2 separate regions of the Canis lupus genome follow, and region 1 is linked to region 2. A link is a contact called in public Hi-C data. All regions are on one chromosome and are shown on one strand. Each heading gives the region's core, a stretch centred on a gene start, on an enhancer-like site or on the middle of the called end of the contact. The rest is flanking DNA. Distances are from core to core; before and after follow the strand shown.

What was found. A called contact is a pair of places that touch in the nucleus more often than the background predicts.
Region 1: a contact with region 2 is called in a Hi-C map of amygdala, with 1.9 times the contacts expected there. The contact joins the promoter of RBM23 here to the promoter of DAD1 in region 2.

The regions. Positions count from the first base shown.
Region 1 is chr8:3,368,377-3,371,225 of UU_Cfam_GSD_1.0, forward strand. RBM23 (probable RNA-binding protein 23) reads right to left here and starts at 1,499. Exons shown (of 14, transcript XM_038544180.1): 1 at 1,324-1,499. It overlaps LOC111096963 (a long non-coding RNA gene), which reads left to right. Exons shown (of 3, transcript XR_005363043.1): 3 at 1-2,849. It overlaps PRMT5 (protein arginine N-methyltransferase 5), which reads right to left. Exons shown (of 17, transcript XM_038544176.1): 17 at 2,824-2,849.
Region 2 is chr8:3,107,104-3,109,915 of UU_Cfam_GSD_1.0, forward strand. It overlaps DAD1 (dolichyl-diphosphooligosaccharide--protein glycosyltransferase subunit DAD1), which reads right to left and starts at 1,416. Exons shown (of 3, transcript XM_038544147.1): 1 at 1,088-1,416. The coding sequence starts at 1,298.

The DNA of each region.
Region 1 (2,849 bases), core at 249-2,748, 260 kb after region 2:
AGCTCCTTTTTATTTTTTAAAATCTGCTTTTTCCTCACCAAACGAAATGCTTCTGATTTCAATAACTGCTCTTTGTTGACTGCTAGTATAGGGTAGGAGTAACTTAACACATGCACAAGAACTTTCACTTAAGTTGACAGTTCTTGTGACACCACCTACAAAGAAAACTTTTCACTCAGGTACTCAGAAATGAATGGATCTATTTAAAGCACCAACATATATAACATGAGCACATTTTGAAACTTGAAATCTCACTGGGTTTGGCATATCTTTTCAGACACCCTAGAAGCAGTAAAGTCCCAAATACTATGTATTTTCAAATTGGTAGTTTTCAAACTCTTCCTATGTCCTAAATTACGGGTCAAAGTCCATCAACCCCACCCATTAAAACACTATAGAGCCTACTCCCCCCGCCCCCCCGGCTCCAAAAACTCCTTTGTGGGGGGCCCACAATGAACGCAAGTGCCTGGACTTTGTCATCGCACAGTCAAGACCCCAGCAAGCACTTAGGCCTCACTGCTAAAGGGACAAAGGACAGTAAGAACCACTGTCCGCTCAGTTCAGGCAAAATTCACCACACGCTGAGTCCCACAGGGTGATGCGTCTAGGCAGCTGGGCAGAAACATCTCCAAACTGAAGGCAGCTTAATTTGGAACAGGAACAGTGAGAAAGGTAAAACAATCCCCGTGCTGTGCAACAAGCCAAAGCTACACTTTTAAAAAGTGTTCCTGTAAGTAATGATTGGCAGCATCTCTGCGAGGGCCAATGTCCCAATGCTAAAACCTTCTATGTGGCCTAACTATACTGTACCGCCAAAGAACGTGCGGTCGAAAAACGGGACCAGGGAAAAGCCCAGAGGCCAACACAGTGAACACGAGCCTTCCAGAGACTGTGAAGACTGAGTAATCTCTCGCAGAGTTCCCTAACCTCTCTGAGTGGTGGCACTAAGAGCTGAAAACCGGTCCTACGAGCCCTCTCAAACCGCGGTGGGTCGACGCTCCCTGCACCCCCGGGCCCCGGTACCGGCGACCCCGAAAGTCAGGGCTGGGACCTGGAAAGAGCGGTCACTGGGATCCTTGGGACATCATCTCTAGGAGAGAGAGCCAAGAGGGTACCGATCCCTAAAATCATGCCAGCGGGCTACAGTTCGCTACGCTGAGGTGGCGAACACTCCCAGACCGAAGTAAGCAAAAATATTTTGTTAAAAGTTTGCCTGATTCTGCTCTTGACGCCATTTTCTGCCTGTGACGTCAAGGGGAGGCGCCGTGCGGCAACGTCACGCATTGGTGACGTCGCGGGGGACCGGGTTTCGGGGTTTCTCACCAGTTCCGGGTCCCCGCAGGGGGGTCCCCGGTTTCCGCCGTTCCTTTGGGTGTGTTGAGGGCGCGAAGCACGGCTATTTTCCAGAGTCTCAGCAGTAGAAGAAGCACTGCAGCCCGAGCTGCTAGTCTTCCCGCAAAATGGCGGCAGCTCCGCGGTCTTCCAGAACTTTCCCCAATCTGCGCAGGCGCCGAGACATTCAGGCGGTGGAACTAATCTCCCTGGTTTCGCGGCAACAGTCCAAAGTACAGATTTTCATTGGCCAAAACCCTAAGCATGGGTGGAGCCAAACTCAAATGTCTCTTAGCAACCATTAAGTTCCCCTCGATTGGCTAACCTCTCGGAGAGTGGAAGCGTCCTAATAGCGGCCGCCCATCGCTCTCTCATTGGTTAGATGACTTGCGGAAGGCGGAGAAGGCGGGCGAAGAACCAGCAAGGACCCTCCTGCCTACTCCCGAGCTCCAGGTGACAAGGCCAACGCCGTGGGCGGAGCCAACGAGGAGGTACAATGGACTTCTTTGCTACTCTCTACTCTTGATTTCCCAAAAGGGTCACGTGTCGTACTCATCCGCGACAGCTTCACGGCGAGCACTTGCATTTGTTTCACGCCGCCCGGAAGGATGTTGGGCTGGACTTTCCCCTTCTGAGCGTGCTGGCCACGCAGCCCTCCCAACTATCTCCTCTTACCCTCTGTGCTTGGGCCCGGGAAAACACAAGTGTTGTCACGTTTGTCTAATTTCACACTCTCTTGTGGTTATTGCCTGGTTCCACAGCTACACACTTCCCAATTTTTCGTGTATGTGCTGCCGAAGCGAGCACAGCTACACACCTCGCACTGCAAAAGTAAACCTGGAAGTTTCTCAGGTGACTCCTTGGGTACAGCAATACTCAGTCCTCTAACCAGAAAGAGAAGGAACTGATGTCCACTCTCACGTTCCAAGGGGATCCAGAATCCTCACACTTCAGTTGCCCAATATGTTAGCTGACAGAAACATAACTGGTTAGATCATTGAGAGAGCCACAGGGTTAGAGGATCTGTGTTCCAGTCTTGATTTGAATATTATATATCTTTGTGTCAGTTTCAAATCCTCCTGTATAAAATGGAGAATTGGCACTCTTACAACTTCAAACTCTAACCTTGTGACTTTATTCAAATAAAATAGGTGGCTTCTTGTTGGAGGTGCCTGAATGGCTTCCAGTTTTCCTCCCAAGAGGTAGCTGGCAGTGCAGCAGCTCAGGAAAGCGGAAGGGAAGCTGGCTTCACTCACTACTCCCATCTTTCTCCACGAGGGCAATCTTTTCTCCCCAGAGAAAAGCCTAATCACAGATCTTAATGGACCTCTTTGCAGCTGGTCCCAAAGACCTACACCCAGGAGTCCAAGAGTGGCCATTAAGCTTCCTATATACAGAACAAAGATCCTTTGGGTCTTGAATAAAAGCACAGATCTGAATATGCCTAGGTTTAAGTAAGGTGTGAGAAAGCAAAGGCGCAGGGCAGCAGAGTTGGAGCAGGAAAAGGCTGATAACTT
Region 2 (2,812 bases), core at 166-2,665:
TGATAGCCCAGATGCTGCCACAAAGAACCAAGTCTTGGTCATCTAGGACAAAACCCAAAGATCATAATAAAACATCCAATTCACAGGCTATTAACTCTACAACTCCAGACCGGCTAGTACACAAGTCATTAAGTCCTTAGGCTTATTTTAAGTTCTGAGAAAGAAGGTGGAGTATCTCTGGTATGAGTCTGAGCTAGCATTTGTGTAAAAAGCATTCTACAGCTCTATAAGCTGAGAACCACTATAAATGAGCAATTCTAATGCTGTATTTTGTTTCTGCCCCAAATAGACTGTAAATTCACTGAGGACAAGAAACAGAAACCTGATGCACCTCCAAAGCTAGTACCCTCTGTTAGACTCAAAACACAATTGATGGTCTGATAATAATCACACTGGGGGAAAAAATGGATTCTAACATGTTCTCAAAATCAGACAGAAGACGATACCAGTGACTGGAAGGGCCCACCTGGTGCCAGGCTAACTCATGGGCCAAGGCTGAACTTAGCATTCACTAGAGTTCCTACTGGGCAAGAAAGGTCAGCTTTTGTTATATACGGCAGTCTACAACGTATCAAATGCTGGGAATCAGAATAATAACTGCTAAAATAGAGCTCTGTGAATAAAAACGGAGTTCAGGATACTGACACAACAGCTTTATCCACAAGAAAGAAGTAGGAGCAGCTGAAAGCCAAAGTCAAGTAAAGGTTGATTCAACAAGCGAACCACCTATGCTCCTATTTCTTACACTGTTTCACTAGCGGTTAGCAGTGATTAGGTCGAGGTGAGAGAGATACTTCGGAGTCTGCTTTTCCATTTTAAAGCTCTACCCATTTTAAAGGTATGTTAAAGCCGAAGTGAACGCTGAAATGGAGTTTTCCTGGAGTGAAGCGGGTTTCTCCAGAATTCCAGAATCAGGCTTGTGGCAACCTTTCTGAGCCTCAATTTCCCCTTTCACAAAAGAGGGCAATGCAGGCTCCTCTCGGGACTTCACGGGGCGGTGATCTGCTATAAAAGAGAGTGACGAGGGAGGAAAAGCAGCGCACCAAAGTAAACACATTATTACTGCGATTACGTAGAGAACCATTACCCGCTAGGATGAAGCTCCCCACACAAGAGATGAAGCCCGAGAGAAAAGAGTTGAAGGGGAAGGTCCCCACGAGGAGGCAATAACCGAACTGCAGCGCCCCGGTCAGCAGTATGTACAGGAGGTACGCGTCAAGCAGCTTCAGGCGCTGAGGCGTGGAGCTCAAGTACTCCTCTAGGAACCGCGAGATAACCGACGCTACCGACGCCGACATGACTACACACTCGCTTCTCGGCCTGCGCTCCCCGAACGCCCGGCGAAAGCCACGGCCACCCCGGATGTAGTCCGTAGCCTTGACGCCTGCGCACCTCTGCAGCCCCGCTCCGCCCGCCCCGAGTCGCCTCTTTGCGCAGGCGTGTACTCAGGCCCGGGCGCGAAGCAACTACCGCGCAGACGCAGAGCACATCTACAGACGTGGGCCACGGCCTGCTAAAGCTAAGGCGCCTGCGCAGTGGATCTGATCCGTCCCTGGGCCGGAGACGTGTGCTCTTTCCGTCCTACTTCCGTGGTCAGGTCGGTGACGCCCACAGTTGCTCTAGCAACAGGATACTGTGGGAGGAAGAGGGGGACAGGTTTTACAAAGGACAGCGTAGCCACCCGAGGGTTCCGGCTTTCTTTGGCCCACCCGCGTCTTCAAAGATTGAGTGTTTGGATCTACTGTGAGGCAACGCCTGGCGTCCTCGGGGTTCAGTCGCGACGCAGCCCCAGCTCTGTTAAGGGCAAATGCCTGCCCCAGATGATTAGAGCAAGTTACGTCCGCCCGCAGAAAGACCCACCGCTGCTAATCGCTGCGCAGGCACTAGCTTAGGCGGGGTTATGGGGGGAGGCAGCTTGCCCTCTACCTGGCCCTGAGCGGGACTTGGGATTTGTCCCTGGGAGCGCTAACGAATAAGCGCGGTACACAGGGAACCCCAAGTCCGCAGGCATTCATTAGTTCAGCAAATATTTATTGGGCGCCTCGTGGCGCTGTGCTAAACTGTAGGTGCCGTCCGGGGGGGGGGGGGGGGGTCTTGCTGGGGGCGGGGACTGAGTGAAAACAGTCGATTAACCTGCATACTGGGGGTGACCGGGTTAAGCAACCTTTTGCTCACAAGCTGGCATCTTGAACCCGGTGTAGTGCCCCAGGACGCTACGCTGGAAGGCACACAGGAGCATTGCCTGGTTCAAACCCTACCTCCTCCAGCACCTTTTGCAGAGGAGGCTGAAGGTTTATGGTTTTGCGTTTTAACAAATGGAATTACCATTATATATTTATAACATATTTAGCGTTTTAACTTTAAAAATCAGATCCACTTTAATTTCTGGCTTTCGCTGCCCTTTTTTTTAAGATTTATTTATTTATTCATGAGAGACACAGGCAGAGGGGGAAGCAGGCTCCCTGCAGGGAGCCCAATGTGGGACTCCATGGCGAGCCGAAGTAGACACTCAACCGCTGAGCCACCCAGGCGTCCCTTTCTCTGCCCTTTTAATTTCACATTAATCTAACCTTCCAGCCCTGCTTCTCCTTCTCTCATCTTTCAGTTGCAGGTCGCACGTAACCAGGTGCCTTTTTTTTTTTTTTTAAGATTTTATTTATTTATTTATTCATGAGAAAGAGAGAGAGAGGCAGGCTCCATGCCGGGAGGCTGATGTGAGACTCATCCAGGGTCTCCAGGATCTGGCCCTGAGCTAAGGCGGCGCTAAACCGCTGAGCCACCCAGGCTGCCCACCAGGTGCTTTTTAACCTTG